3 separate regions of the Mus musculus genome follow, and all the other regions are linked to region 1. A link is a contact called in public Hi-C data. All regions are on one chromosome and are shown on one strand. Each heading gives the region's core, a stretch centred on a gene start, on an enhancer-like site or on the middle of the called end of the contact. The rest is flanking DNA. Distances are from core to core; before and after follow the strand shown. Region 1 overlaps Nrp1 (neuropilin 1). Region 2 has its middle 180 kb from the start of Mir21c. Region 3 has its middle 220 kb from the start of Gm32590.

The links. A called contact is a pair of places that touch in the nucleus more often than the background predicts.
Region 2: a Hi-C map of liver shows a contact between it and region 1, with 3 times the contacts expected there. The contact joins two enhancer-like sites. A contact is called at or near these places in 5 of 484 Hi-C or Micro-C datasets (the N1E-115 cell line, the Patski cell line, Th1 cells and 1 more).
Region 3: a Hi-C map of neural progenitor cells shows a contact between it and region 1, with 3 times the contacts expected there. The contact joins two enhancer-like sites. A contact is called at or near these places in 1 of 15 datasets of contacts at CTCF or cohesin (embryonic stem cells), 13 of 484 Hi-C or Micro-C datasets (CD4 T cells, the HL-1 cell line, the MC3T3-E1 cell line and 8 more), 1 of 115 datasets of contacts at active chromatin or transcription factors (neural progenitor cells) and 1 of 9 other capture datasets (embryonic stem cells).

The regions. Positions count from the first base shown.
Region 1 is chr8:128,487,109-128,492,211 of GRCm38.p6, forward strand. It overlaps Nrp1 (neuropilin 1), which reads left to right. Exons shown (of 17, transcript NM_008737.2): 12 at 789-848. Gm32643 (a long non-coding RNA gene) reads right to left here. Exons shown (of 7, transcript XR_003947627.1): 1 at 1,265-5,103. Among named protein-coding and RNA genes, the nearest start is that of Gm32643, 3.3 kb to the right of the region's middle. Within about 2 kb of position 1,598, at least 62 of the 459 cell types and tissues checked have an H3K27ac peak or open chromatin away from gene starts, as enhancers often do. A contact at or near this core is called in liver, neural progenitor cells and uterus, where this site is marked.
Region 2 is chr8:128,091,692-128,096,581 of GRCm38.p6, forward strand. No RefSeq gene overlaps it. Among named protein-coding and RNA genes, the nearest start is that of Mir21c, 180 kb to the right of the region's middle. Within about 2 kb of position 1,815, at least 8 of the 459 cell types and tissues checked have an H3K27ac peak or open chromatin away from gene starts, as enhancers often do. A contact at or near this core is called in liver, where this site is marked.
Region 3 is chr8:128,022,572-128,027,270 of GRCm38.p6, forward strand. No RefSeq gene overlaps it. Among named protein-coding and RNA genes, the nearest start is that of Gm32590, 220 kb to the left of the region's middle. Within about 2 kb of position 3,235, at least 128 of the 459 cell types and tissues checked have an H3K27ac peak or open chromatin away from gene starts, as enhancers often do. A contact at or near this core is called in liver, neural progenitor cells and uterus, where this site is marked.

The sequences.
Region 1 (5,103 bases), core at 348-2,847:
CTAGCATAAAGTCCCCAACTCCTCATGCCTTCTGGATGCTTTATGATAAAACATGCTAGGATATAAGGCATACTTGAAAATCACTATGAGAGTTTTCACTACCATAACCAGTAAAGAAGAGAGGTGCAGGTAATGCATTTGCTAATTAGCACATTAGTGTGTATGTGTGATATTGTACAACATAGAGAAAATCTTTATTTGTTCATTTAAAAAATTGTAAAGCAAATGTGTAAGGTTTTTTTTTTTTTTAAGTAAAGCTGTTAGAGTTGGGACTATGGATCAGTTGATAAGGGGCTTCCTGTCAAGCCTAAGGACCTGAAGTCAGCCCCTAGAATACACACACACACACACACACACACACACACACACACACACACACACAAAGCTGAGTATAGTACAAGCTTGTAGGTAGATAATGGGTCCCTGGGACTCACTAGCCAGCCAATCTAGCCTACTTGTGTAACCCTGTTTCAAAGGAGCCAAGTGATATTTCTGACATGACACCGCAGATTATCTTCTAACATCCACATGCACATGCTCCTGCACACTTAATGCAAATCTTCACACACATGTAAACATACACAAAACATAGCATGCATAAAATTAAAACAATCTTATGGTAATGTTGTTTGAATTAGATAGACTAAGATTCAGTCAAATGTGATTGGTCCTGGAAGGAACTAAAGTAAGAGTTTTCTGTGAGAAATGTCTAGAGATGTGAGCTTGAAACATTGTTGCACACTGCCTCTGTTTTCTTATTTTGGTATGCCGCTGCTCTTATTTTTCAGGAGGCACCACTGTCCTGGCCACAGAGAAGCCAACCATTATAGACAGCACCATCCAATCAGGTATCAAAATCTAATGTGTCTATATTCCATGTACCCCTTCCAATCCCACTTACCAAAATAGCATCACTGAGCTTCCTGGCTTCAGTTGCTCTAAAGGCCTAGGAGAACAGCAAAGCTGTAAAAGCCACATGCTTTTGGTACCCAGTAAGCCCCAATGAACAGGGTTCCCTTCCTCATCAGTCATTGCTGAATGACATGTCCCAGCTACCCCCCTCCCCCCAGGGAATTGAGAGACATACTTTGTTTAATTACAGCACAGCTCTGATGTGGCCTGTGTTTGCAAACTAGAAGAAGGAAAGAAATCTCACAAGCCACAGCCTAACTATTTATTTTCATCACCATTCTGCAAAATCAAGAAGCGCAAAGTTTGTCTGTTGTGCCTGCCACAGAGTTGGCAGTTTTACAACAGCACTTACCACAAGACTGGCTCAGGAAACCAAGGTTTACACTGTGCCCGGGCTGAGAAACACCCTGGGAGCATCCCCCTTATCCTTTAGCTCAGAGGAAAACCCAAGGACTCTGTCCGCCCAACCGTGCGTGCGGGTTATCAAAGGCTGCCCTCTTTTGTTTTCTGTTAGTATTCTGTGACATTCTTCCCCACAGACTCACATGAAGGGAAGCAGTTGTATAAGCAACCAGAGGTTTTTTTTTTTTTTTTAAATACTTTAGAGTTAATCATTAGAGGAAGGTGAGAGGGTCAGCTTCCCAGATTCTTCCATTTCCTTTATTGAAGTTCACTCAGCCTTGGCCTCTGCAGTCATTTATTAATGGACCGTGTGGTGTGTATCGGTGTTTCCTCCACACTGACTGCCTCACAGAGGACTAGAAAGGACTTCCCTAATTAGCATGCTTCCTTAAAGGCCACTGTTACCATTGACCTAATTAAACTGTAAGACAAACTTCTTTGGAACTTTCCCCCAGTTTTCAGGAGTTCAGCTGACAAAACGCTTGCTCCCGCATCCCAAACCCCTCAGACGTTAGGCAAAGGAAATCCCCCAAATGCTGTGTTCCTGCTCATACCTGTTGTAATTTGACTTTAGTCACAGTGTCTGTCTGCAGATATTTTACTCTTCCCTGTCTGTTACCAGGAGGACGGCCCTGGTCTGCAAATGGGGCTTCTCTGTGGGGGTGAAGCTGTAGGACTATGACTCTCAATATACTGTCTTTGGCCCTCTATCAGAAGAGGATGAAGGGAGTATATGAAGTTGTGATGACGCCATGTACATTTTAGTTGCTCATCTAGTTTCTTTTCTTGCCAGAAGTGATTAGAAGCACCCTGAAGTAGTCTCTCTACTGCTTCGTTAGTCTCTCATCTCCTCTATTAAACGAGCATGGCTATCTTCAAAAAGCATGAAAGTGAGAGTCATGGTGACCACACCAGGAGAGGTTTTGATAACACATTTGCTTTCAACAGGACCTCTTGGTCATGCTTGTGAAGGTCTTATAAACAAGGGGCTGTCAGCCCAATCTTAGCATTCACCAAAGTCAGAGGGCAGGTGTACAGCGCATGAATCCATAAGATTTGTTACTACCACCATCTAGACAAAGACTGGTTCTAACAGCCTGGCTGATCATAGAGATAGACAATGTCTATATGGTTTCCTGTTTATTCCATTGTCTGAGTTATAAATCTGGTCTTCAGCTCCTCACTGGAGGGTCATGAACTGTTGACCTTTAAAAGCTATCTGTTCACTGCAACCTTCTGGTTAGGTCACTGCATGGGCCTCACAGAGATGGAATGTGCTTCCAGACAGAGGTCTAGCTCAAGGTGAGGCTGACCACACCTAAAACTTGATGCATTACAGGCCTCTCACACTTCACAGATGGCCTCAGACAGACCCTATGTCTTCATCAAAATTCTGTTTACCTGAGCAGTTACAAACTAAGCAAAATCTTAAGATTCTGTTTTAAGAACTGAGTGGGTATCTCAGTAAGTGTATGCAAGCACTTACCCCTGCTGTGCAAGCATGAATTCCTGAGTTCCATCATCAGAATCCACACAAAAGCAGAGTATATGGAGCATGCTCAGAGATAGAGACAGGCAGATCGCCATGGCTCACTGACTAGCAGGCTTGGCCTACATGGCAAGTTCCAGGCCCCAGTGAGAGCCAATCACAAAACACAAGATGGATGGTGCCTGAAGAATAACATTTGAAATTGACCTCTGACTTACACATAGATATACACACATACATGAACATGTGCATACACACACACACACATAGAGGAGAGAAATTTATCTTGAGGATTCTGATCAATACAAGAAACTCAGCAGGAATACAATATCCATATACTGCCTAGGTTGCTGTCATTAGAGGCATAAAAGGGTATTCATGCTTGGACAGACCCCTCTGTTTAATGCAGTTCTCTTTACAAAGGACTTTGACCCTCTGAGGGTCTTTCCACATCCTCACAGCAGCTCACAGTATGTTGGTGACTTATGATTGTGTGGGCTTCCATATCCCTCTTGCTTGGACTTTAGGACCAGCTGATAACCAAGCAGTGATCATACTAGATAGGAACCTCGACTTGAAAATTAAATCCTTGCTCACATCCTGTGCTTAATGACCCAACTGCAGGCAAGATCCTTTCAGCAGCACAGCTGGCATTTGCTCACAGAGGCCATAAATTTGTTTTAAGTTCAGAATATTGTTTCCTGCTATTTTTAAGAAGGGATTTAGTCCAATTATTACTATTGAATTTAATGAGAACTGTGCACAACTCCAGGGCCTGAGTAATAATTTAAAAGCTTAGCCATCAGGGTCCCTGCATCTTCATATCTTTCCTCTACTCAACTTTCTTCTCTTCTTTCTCTGTCTTTTTCTTCTTCTTTCCTGATCCTTATGCAGCTTTTTGGCTTTTTGTTTTTTGTTTGTTTTTGGTTTTATTTGTTTGTTTTTCCCTCTACAAATGTCTGTTGATACTTTGGATGATTGGTCACCTTCATATCCAAGGTGAATTGTCAGCACTGAATTCTACAATCCAGATCCCAGCCCCACTGAAATGCATTGATTTGTTTTTTTTTTAATTTTTTGGCCATTTCTAAAATGCTAAGTTCATATGCTTTACAATGTCATCAGAATGTTAGCCAACATAATGCACAGTGTGGTTTTCTGGGCCAGAGAGCAAATTTTATGTGTAAGCAAAGTAGATGGAACCACTTATGAAGCTTTTCTGCCCTTTTGCATATCGTACAAAGCAGACTGAAGAGAAAAAAATAAAAGTCAAAAACCTCACACTTTCACATCAACATTTCCTACCATGAGGTTACACAACAGTACATTCCGGGACAAGGATGTTGACTATGCCATCTGTGAAAGTCAGTTTTGCTGCCCAAGGGCAGTAACTTCAGGAGAGATTTTTGAGCCTCATGAAGTTCCACTTCATGCTTCAATATCTTACACATGAAAACTCCCTCTCCTTTGACACTCAAGCTGTCCTTTTGCACTAGCTGACTCTGTACAAATGCTCACATCATGTGACCAACTTCTCTTTTGGAACCAACTCTTCCCACCCTTTGAGAGGTCACATTACCTCCTGATTATAAGGACTTATATCCTACTTCCTTGTGATTATTCATAGAGCGAGTTCCTTCCAAAATCTGACAGTAGCACTTGAAAAAAAAATCCTTGGAAACCAAAACATGCATAGTAAATCATTCTTATCAATTTAATAAATCTTTCTATTAAAACCCCTCACACCATTGTTCAGTGGGGGGAGGGGCACTGGAAAGCCCTTGAAGAGCAACTGAAAGGACTTGAAGAACTTCATATCAAACACTTGGGCAAGTTAAAGAAATGCTAAAAAAAAAAAAAAAAAAAAAAGACGTGGTCTCTGTCTGACCCTAAGGCAGCCCATAATAGCATGCTTTCCTTTATTGTATGCAAGTCTTTTCAAGACTCCACTTCAGTTGGACAGACACCCATGATGTGGCTCTATCCAACTCAATACTGCCATCTCGTGGACTACTAATTTCAGGCTTGATCTGCCTGGGGACTGGACAAAGATCTCATCTTTGTGATTGTATTTAGCCTCTGCTGACTCCTCCCCAAACAAAACCCTATCACTGGTTCCTTTCTTCCTTCCTTCCTTCCTTCCTTCCTTCCTTCCTTCCTTCCTTCCTTCCTTCCTTTCTTCTTTTCTTTTCCTTCTTTCTTTCTTTCTTTCTTTCTTTCTTTCTTTCTTTCTTTCTTAATACTTCTGAACTCAAGACCCTTTCAAAGAACTGAGTTGAGTAAATGAAAGGCTTTCAGGT
Region 2 (4,890 bases), core at 565-3,064, 400 kb before region 1:
TAGGTCAGAAGAAGGAACATTGGAAATTGGGAGAGAACCAGTCCAAAGATCTCTGAGACAAGTGTGTGTGTGTGTGTGTGTGTGTGTGTGTGTGTGTGTGTGCGTGTGCGTGTGTGTGTGTGTGCAGAGATCATTGGACCTTAGCTCTTTATTGTTTCTCAAATGCCATCTACCTTGTTTTGAGAAATGACCTTTCACTGGCTTGGACTTGCCTATTAGCCTTAACTAGCTGGCCTGTGAGCCCAGGGATCTACTTGTCTATGCTTCCCTGATATTGAGTTTCCAAGTGAGCACTGCTGTACCTGGGTCCTTGTGGTATCTGGGAACCCAACTAGGCTATATCTCCAAAGCACTAAATTTTTGAGGAGCTAATTGAGAAGGTATATAGTACGAGAATCCCTAGCTGGGATCAAGACAAAGATGTGTCCCCAAGGTATGCCTCAAGACCTTCTTACTCCAGTTAAGCCCTACCTTCAACAGTTTCTACCTCCTCCCAATGGTGCCATTCAATTAAGAACCAATCAAAGATGAATCCGATGATCCAATCCAATCCCCATGACTCAATAACCATCCCATCATCTTTGAACATGCTGCATTAGGGATCAAGCCTTTAGCACATGAGTATTTAGGGGGAATTTTTTTTTGTTGTTTGTATGTTAGAATGGAGAAGGAGAGGCACTGGGCCCTCTGACAAGCTCTAGAGGTAAATCTCAATCCAGGCTGATTCGGTTCTAGAGAACCACCCTCAGCAGATAGTGACATCCCTTGACCAAGTCTCAGGGCACCACTGGGTATTTAACTGTGGTGTACCAAGCACAGTTCAGAACTTCCTGTTACAAAGTGCAGTCTGTTGGATCTCCCACCATAAGATGGAGATGAAACATCTAGGATAAAATCACAACAGGGTTAGAACACCTCCACCCACCCAGTGTCACTCACTGTAGTTTACAAATTACACCCACTAGTTCAAGTTCAAGGTCTGTGTATGGATGAGTTGGCCCAGTGGGTGGGTACAAGCTGAAAATGGACAGCAGCTGCTTTACAAACACATTCATGGACAACTGAGAGATGGTAAGAAGAGGAGTGTTCCCCATGGCAGAGCACTGAGCCATGGTAGAATACCACTCTTAGTGTAGAAGATCGAAAAGCTACTTGCAGCATACTGAGATAAAAGCTGTATATCTTTGCCATTTCGATCTCACCTTTCTACATTTTAATGGCTGACGCATTCTCCCTGATCATCCTCTGACTCGATGAGTCCTTTGATAGATCTGCAAACAATGTTTCAGGGTTTCACAGTCACAAAGAAAGTAGGGTGACTATCTAGTGGCTGCGTGCCCAGAAAGGGTGTTGCTTTTGGCAAAATGAACCAGAGTGATTTCCAAAGTAGTATTTATTCATTTTGAAATTATGCACACAACAAACGTCTGGGTGAGCTGACTTCTCTAACCCGGGCACTAATGGGGAGGTAGGCTGGTAATTTGGAGCACTCACTCAGGAAATCCTGAAATTAAGGTTCTTTTGGAAGTATTGACTCATCCCCTTGCTACTTTCTGAATGCATCCATTTAACACACCAATTAGTAATTGTAAATTGTGCTCTAAATTTTGCAGGTGATTTTCTGATGAAATGTTGCTTTACTAATTCTAGTGGGTGCTGTTCAGAGTTTGCTTTTGCATTGAAAATAGCTTCGATTTTTCTCTTGATAAAAAAAAAAAAAGGAAATTGCTAGAAAAGACCCATCCAACTGAATACTTCACAGATATGCCTCTGTAGCTCCACAACATCTACTAATCAATGAAGCTGGCTTCAAAAATAACACCCACAGGTCTGGCAAAGACCTCTCAGTGAAAAGGCACAGTGTTCAATCCTCCCAAAGTCAACATGGTGGAAGGAAAGAATTGATTTGCTCAAGTTGTCCTTTGACTTCCATATGCAAGCTATAGCTTGCACACCCACACATTCACATAACACATGCAAACACCCATACACACAGAGTAAATAAATTCATACAGTGAAAACCTCACAATTCATTTTCAAAAATGATACCCATGTGTTTGGAATTGAACACATTACAGAAAACAAGGCATTGTCACAGGGCGGTCTGTGAAAGACCCACCACTTTTCACCATGTGAGTCCAACCCTGAGACCCATTCATTAGATGTACTGTACAGCACACAGGGCAAAGCATGCATTATTTCACCATTTAGTATTTTCCTGAGACAGATTACTTTTAAACTATAAATGCTCACTGCTGGATGCCAAATATTAATTCTGATTTAAAACTAATAATTTCAAATCTTAAACAAAAGTAAGTACTCATGACAGCCTTTCTTAACTGATACAGGGGTGGGGGCAGCATTTTCCTCAGCCATCTTAATAGTTTCTAGTCTTAACAATGGAAACATACAGAGAGTGTAAATTCTAAAGCCGAGTTTCCTACAAATTTGGAAGAAAAAAAAGGTGGAACACCAAATGAGACTCCACTAAGCAGAGACATTTACTACGGAAGAGGAGACTATATTAGGAAGGGCTAGTGCTGGTCATTGGAAAACCCTTTGAAGGCTTGCTCTTTACATGTTTAGTCAGTATGCTGTTTACTGTCAGAATGTTTGAATGTTATGACTGAATGCTTACAAACACTTAACTGCCCCTGAATGAACTCAGTAGAGCTACTGTGTTTGTTTTTCACTTGTGTTTGTTCATAATGCTTCAATGCTGAGCTGAAAGAAAGAAGAAAGAAAAGTGAAAGAATAGGGCTCTTCAAATTGCACAAAAAGCCAAATGAGTATTATGTCAGGGAATGGAGGGAGCATTTGAAATGTGTCAGTTAGGGATCTTGAGGGCAAGAGCATCTTACCTCACACATAGAAAACCCTCTCATCACTCATCTTTTACCTGTGTAGTGTCTCCATGAGACCCTTCATTTCTATGATTAAAGATGAATTGAAAGTTTGAAACTGGGATAAGATGGCATGGGCATGAAGTTCCACTCCAAACTTCCACGAAGTTGCAAAAGTGCGTGAGCGACCAAATTCTTCCTAAACTCTACCTCGGTGGCCCTTGTATGGCTTCAAACTGTCTCATACATTTATTGGTTAGATGTTTTCTTTATTCATGTTTATTCCATGCACAGCACTGGATGCTGAATGGGTTGGCACTCTTCAGGCAGGATGCTGTTTCAGATCTATAGACTGGAGATATGTATTTTGCATCATAATGCCAACATGACAGTATATTTGAAATTTCAGCATATGGCCACTCAACACTCTTGCTCTCCTCTCTCCTTTTTTAGACCTCATATTCTTCCTCTGACTCTATTTCCAGGAGCTCCCTTCACACCTTCCCTCTGGTCATTGTATAAAATTTCTCATTGCTGTGGCCCAATGCTGGCAAAAAGCAACCCAGCTATTTTGGCTTACAGTTTAATGATATAACGTATCATTATGGGAAAGCATGATAGCTAGTGCTTGGTCACATCCAGGTGAATCAGGACCAGAAATATGGTTGAACTACAAATCATTACAGAAAATTGATGTATCTTCTTTTTAAAAATGTTTTTTTTTTCAATTCCTTGTCCACTTTTCTCTGGTAGAGTCTGTCTTTCACTAATTTGTCAGTGAAGTAGACAATTACCAAGATGGCTTCTATGACCTGCTAAGATGGCCTCTATTACCTCACTTCCTGGGTTCACACCTTGAAATTTCTCTCACAGAAGTGTGAATAGAATCCAGGGATTTACTTATGGTGAACAAAACACTGCAGAAGAGATGAGATAGCACCACTGATGGTTCATATTTCCCTACTCCCTCCTTTCCCCCTCCCTCCCTCCCTTCCTCCCTCCTTTTCTCTCTCCTTCCTCCCTACTCCCTTCTCCTGTCATTTTCTAAGCTGTCCTAAGGGGAAGGATGCATTATAAGAAACTGATGTTTCCAGCCAGCAGCCAGCAAGACCTTATGATTCCCACAGCCACATGGGAGAGATGAGAGCCTTGAGCACAAGGCTCTGAATTGAACACAGCTCCCAATAGTCCTCTCGGCATCCCATGAGACAACCAAGCCAGAGACAATCAGCACTCAGAAACTGTGAGGTAATATATGCTTGCTCTTTGCACCTCCTCTGTCCAAAACTAGATAACTACATGAATAACTGATTATCTGCTCAAGTAGGCGCCCCTTGATATTGTCATACATTGATGACAGTGTTTCCCACACTGTCTTTCCTTCTCACGAGTGGTTCTTTTGATGAACAAATATTTATAACTTAAAAAAGAATCTTGTAATTTGGTTTTTGAAATGTTTTAAAATTAAAACATAATTAGTGGAAAGAGAGGCCCATTGGACTTGCAAACTTTATATGCCCCAGTACAGGGGAATACCAGGGCCAAAAAGGGGGAGTGGGTGGGCAGGGGAGTGGGGGTGGGTGGATATGGGGGACTTTTGGTATAGCATTGGAAATGTAAATGAGTTAAATACCTAATAAAAAATGGAAAAAAAAAAGAACATTAAAATACAAAAATCCCAAAGGAAATTAATTTTGTTGGAGCGGTATTGACAATAAAATAGATGTTGCCCTTTTATGTATAAAAAAAAAAAAAAACATAATTAGTGATTACCGTTTTGTGTTTTTCCTTTTTGTTATTCTTGTGTGACTTCAGATAGAGCATGATTAAAGACCAAAGTCATGATTCTACCCAAGTCCAGACTGGCAAACCAGCAACTTCATCAGTGTTATTTTCAGGAATGTGGGTGAGAAGCTACTTACAGGAGCAGGGGTGCCTCAAAGGCAGCTGCATCCTCATGAATTTGTATCCCTGGAGCTCAACATACAGCTTGCAAGTAGAATGGCCTCAGCTCACTGGTCCAGCAACTCTTTCAAGCATTTATTTC
Region 3 (4,699 bases), core at 1,985-4,484, 460 kb before region 1:
TGTCAGGCCCCCGGAGCGCCAGCACCTGCTCAGGAAAGGTGGAAGGCAGCCTAAGAGGGGAGCCTCAGCCCAGGTGAGAAACAGAACAGGCTGAGGGGGTTCCAAACTCCCGGGACACGGCTGGGAACCATGAGGAGTTAGGAACGGACCTCTGCATGCCAGCGATGAGCCCGGGGCAGGGGTGGTTGTGGTGGGGAATCCAGCTTAGTTCAGGGCTGAGTGTCCGAGGGATCTTCTGTGGGAGACTTAGGCAGTAACAAAGGCTCCCCCCCCCCACCCCCGGCAATTCTAAATGAGAAAGACAGGTCTTGATTGTCTAAACTGTTTATTCATGATGAAAATGGTGCATACAGCTTACTCAGGGTGGGCCAGAGATTAAATATCTTTTGTAGGAAGGAATGTCCGAAAAGGGAAGCTATTTGGCTAAACTCTTGGGTGGGTTATCTAGGTATCTCATTAGCACGGAGAACTCTAGGCTCTATGCTACATGACTAGTCCTTATGTTGGGTGTTGCGGTTGGAAGCAAATTCGAATGCCTACCATTCTCAATTATGAGAACTACCAGGGTTTCTTAATCTGCTCAACCTACCCAGTTTTTTGTCTACTTGTTCCACAGATGGTGGGTTGGATTAGCAAGTTAAAGGTCAGGTCTGGACGTGTTTACAGAACTCTTGTGGGCTAATCAACCATCCTGTCCTTCTTTAAACTGACCAACCCTAAATTAGGGAAGAAAACTCTTTAGAGACTTTAAAAAACTCCCAGTTCTCAAGGAGAGAAGCTGGGCTTTGGCTTCCTGTGTCCCCCTTTACTTCTTGCAGTCTCCTCTCTCTCTCTCTCTCTCTCTCTCTCTCTCTCTCTCTCTCTCTCTCTGTGTGTGTGTGTGTGTGTGTGTGTGTTTGTATCTGTGTGTGTGTCTGTGTGTGTGTACTCGTGCACGCACGTGTGCTGTGTGTGTCTGCTGCATGCGTGTGTTTTCTCACTCTTGATGAAACCCTCTCTTCAGCTGCTGATTCTGTGTGTTCCTGTTTGCTGTGTTCATGATATCCCTGGCTGTAACCTGTTGTGCTCAAGATTTTTATTGCCTTTTAATTTTTTTAACAGAATTCTTTAGCAGAGAGAAGGAACCCTGATGAGGACCCCTAGCTGGAACATCAGGACATCTTTACCATAAACAAAGTCAACAGTCTTGTTTGAGATTCCCAGGAAATTACTGGGAACACCATGGGAGACCTTGAGGACTCTGTAGCTAAGGACGAGTCAGGGAAAAAAGTTAGCTAATGGGTCATCCATAAAAACAACACAGAAAGGAATCCCAGCCCTTCATGCTCCCTCTGCTGCTTCTCCCTACCCAGAGCAAAGATTCAGGGAAACCTCAGTTAAAATCAAAGAACAAGGAAGAAATGTGTGCTCGAGCCCCTATCTCAGAAATTAAAGCCACAGCCACAGTTAAGTTTTCATTTGATCTTCCAGACTGTTCAGATGAGCATCAGTGTTACCAGAAAAGGGTCTGTGGTCAACAGAGCAAGAATACATTCTACCCAGGAGACAGGATCAGGGTCAAGCTCATAGGAACTGTTGCTTGGGTCTGGTGGCATCATGCGTGAGAGAAATGTAAAGGCAAGCTGCCCTGACAAAGGAAAGGACCAAAAAAAAAAGTTTTCCTACTAACTTTTATGTGCATTCATATTTGTGTGTGCACATGGCAGGATGGAAGCAGACAGATTTGGAGGATCCAGAAGACCCCTCGGGTGCTGTATTGTATGCCTTGCTTTTTTTTTGAGACAATCTTTGTGAGAATTGCTGATTAGACTAGACTGACTGGCCTAAGAGTGTGAAGGATCTTCTTGTCTCTCTCTAGTGCTGGGATCACAAGCACACACTACCATATCCAGCTTTTTATTCACATTTGGCTGCTATGGATTGAACTCAACTTCTGTCTGCAGAGCAAGCACTTTACTGTCGCCTCAGACCTTCCCTAGTATCTTGGATAAAAGTTCTCAAATAACTAACTCTCCTGGGTTAAAATATTACAGTTTTTAATAACAAAACATTAAAATGATAGGGTTAGTGTCTAAAATGACTATGATGCAGAATGACGAATACCCATAAGCCAGCATGCTTGCTGAGTTAACTAATTCTATCCCCCTACCTCACATTGCAAAGAGCTGACCCTGAAGGTGAGATGCTTGCTCTCCAGGGATCTCAGCTGCCTATAGTTAGGGGAAAGTGGCTAAAAGGAGCAGAAGAAGGGACTAAGGAAAGCTGAGTGCTTACCAGGGAAGACTGGATGGACTGCCCAAGGCAGGGGGGGGGGGCGGGGGGGGGGGCGGCTGGTCCTTCTTCTTGTAGCCAATGTGAGAAACAGAATTATAAGAGACCCAGACTCCCCTGCCCCCACCCTGATATCCTAAGAATAGGCCAAAAGAAAAGGGCATGAAATGGTGTTACTGGGAGAAGTGCCAAGACAAAGAGATATTCAGATTTCTGGGGACAAAGGCCATGTGAAAGGAATTTTCCTTTCAACACACAGACACACACAGAGAGACATAAACACACAGAGATACACACACATACACACACACACACACACACACAGAGAGAGAGAGAGAGAGAGAGAGAGAGAGAGAGAGAGAGAACACTGTGTGGCTGGCAGAATGAAATGAATTAGCTGCACTGCATCAACTTCAAATTAAAATAATTTCAAATGTAGCAAAAGAGAACGTGGCAGCGGGCCACCGTCTTAAACAGAACACATGGACAGGGCCTGGGAATGGAAAGCAGAGCCATTCCAAGTGAACCCAGAACACGGAGCAGGGGCTGGAAGAGCCAGTCCAGGCTGCAAGCAGCTGGGAGCTAAATGTTTCCTCCTGGGCCACAGAGAAGGGAGGGGTGTGGGGACTGGAGAGGAATGGAAGCCAAACCATCCATAGGGCTGGTACAGGGCCAGATGGCCACCAACCAGAGACATTGGTTCTTGTGACTCGGGTCACTGGGCAGGAGGGGCCTGAGATCTTGACATAGGGTAAAAGACCCAGAAGAAGAGCAGACCCTGGGCTGAGAGCTTCTACAGCCTCCAGGGGTCTGCACCCTGGATGCCAAAGCTCCCCGGACAGGAAATGAGTGAGACTCCATTAGATTCCAGAGGAAACCTCAGACTCTGGCAACAATAGCAAGAAAGAAGGCTGGGCACAGCAGTTTGTTTAATGTGGATCTGTAAAGGTCAGGGTTAAATGTTTGTGAAAGTTCTCCAACAGGGTTGCACACATAGACCTTTGGGGACGGAGGGAAGACATTGCCTCATGCACAGCCCAGGCACCCAAAATGACTTATATCTAGAAGACTGTGACCCTTGCTGTACAGAAGGACCTATGGCCGTCCACACTCAGAAGGAAAAAGAGATCTTTGGTATTGTTTTATAATCCAGGGACAATTTTCACAGTGATGCAGAGAAAGACCAAGGGTTTAAGGCCAGAGCTGAGGAGATAAAATGAGTGTTATGAAAGCATGAGAACCTTGTGTCCACATTAAATAAAAATAAAAGGAGCAGGAGGAAGAGGAATAGGAGGCGATGGAAAGGAGGAAGAGGAAGATATAAGGGCAGAGGCCAGCATTATCATAATCCCAGGACTGGGACAGGAGGGTCCTTGGGGCTCCTCTTTGTCTGTGAGGATATTTCCAGAGAGGTCTCACTAAGGAAGGAAAATGTCTGGTCTAGCCAATTGGAAAGCTCTAGGTTTAGATGATGCATAGATAAAGAAATAGATAGATAGATAGATAGATAGATAGATAGATAGATAGATAGATAGATGGTCAAAGAGCTGAAGCAATGTCTCTGCTGTCAAGAGAGCTTGCTGCTCTTGCGGAGAACCTGCTATTACTTGCACTCACATCAGATGGCTCACAACCATCTATAACACCAGTTCCATGGGATCTGATACTCAATACTGGTCTCTAAGGATCCCTATACACATCATGTGTTTCATGTACAGACTTGAAGACACACACACACACATACACATAAGATAAAAATTAAACAATAAAGAGTACTTAAGAACTTTACCTGATGTTGACCTCTGGCCTTTACATATGTGCACACACAGGTACACAGACACATTTACTTGGGTATATACAAACACAGATATACACATACATACATACATACATACATATATACATACACACATGATGCATGCATACATATATACATACACATCAAAATGAGTTTTCAAAAATAAGTTCCAAGTTAGCCTGGGCTACACAGTGACAGCCTATCTCAAAAACTGAATTAAATAAATGAATGAATGAATGGTATAGGATATTAATTTTATTTGGTCAAGGTTACCTTATCTTATTTTGAATTTTAAAAAAATCTACTTCAAAATATATTCACAGTACCTGGCATCTTACTCACATAATCCTGATCTGATAATTTCTCAGTAAATGGCCGCTATTCCATATCACTGTGAGTCCAGCCTGCCCTTCATAGACTTGTGTTCCCTTCTGTGGAACCAATCAAGCTAGGCTAAGAATATTTGAAGAAACAATCGTGTCTGTCCTGAATTATATTCCTTTGCTGATTGCATAAGCAATACAGCAGTATGGAAACAAGGCATGCATGCTAAATTGGCTGCTCTCAGTCACTTTGAGATTTAAATACACAGAAGATGTGCAGAGGTTACATGCTGCTTTAGTGAGTTTC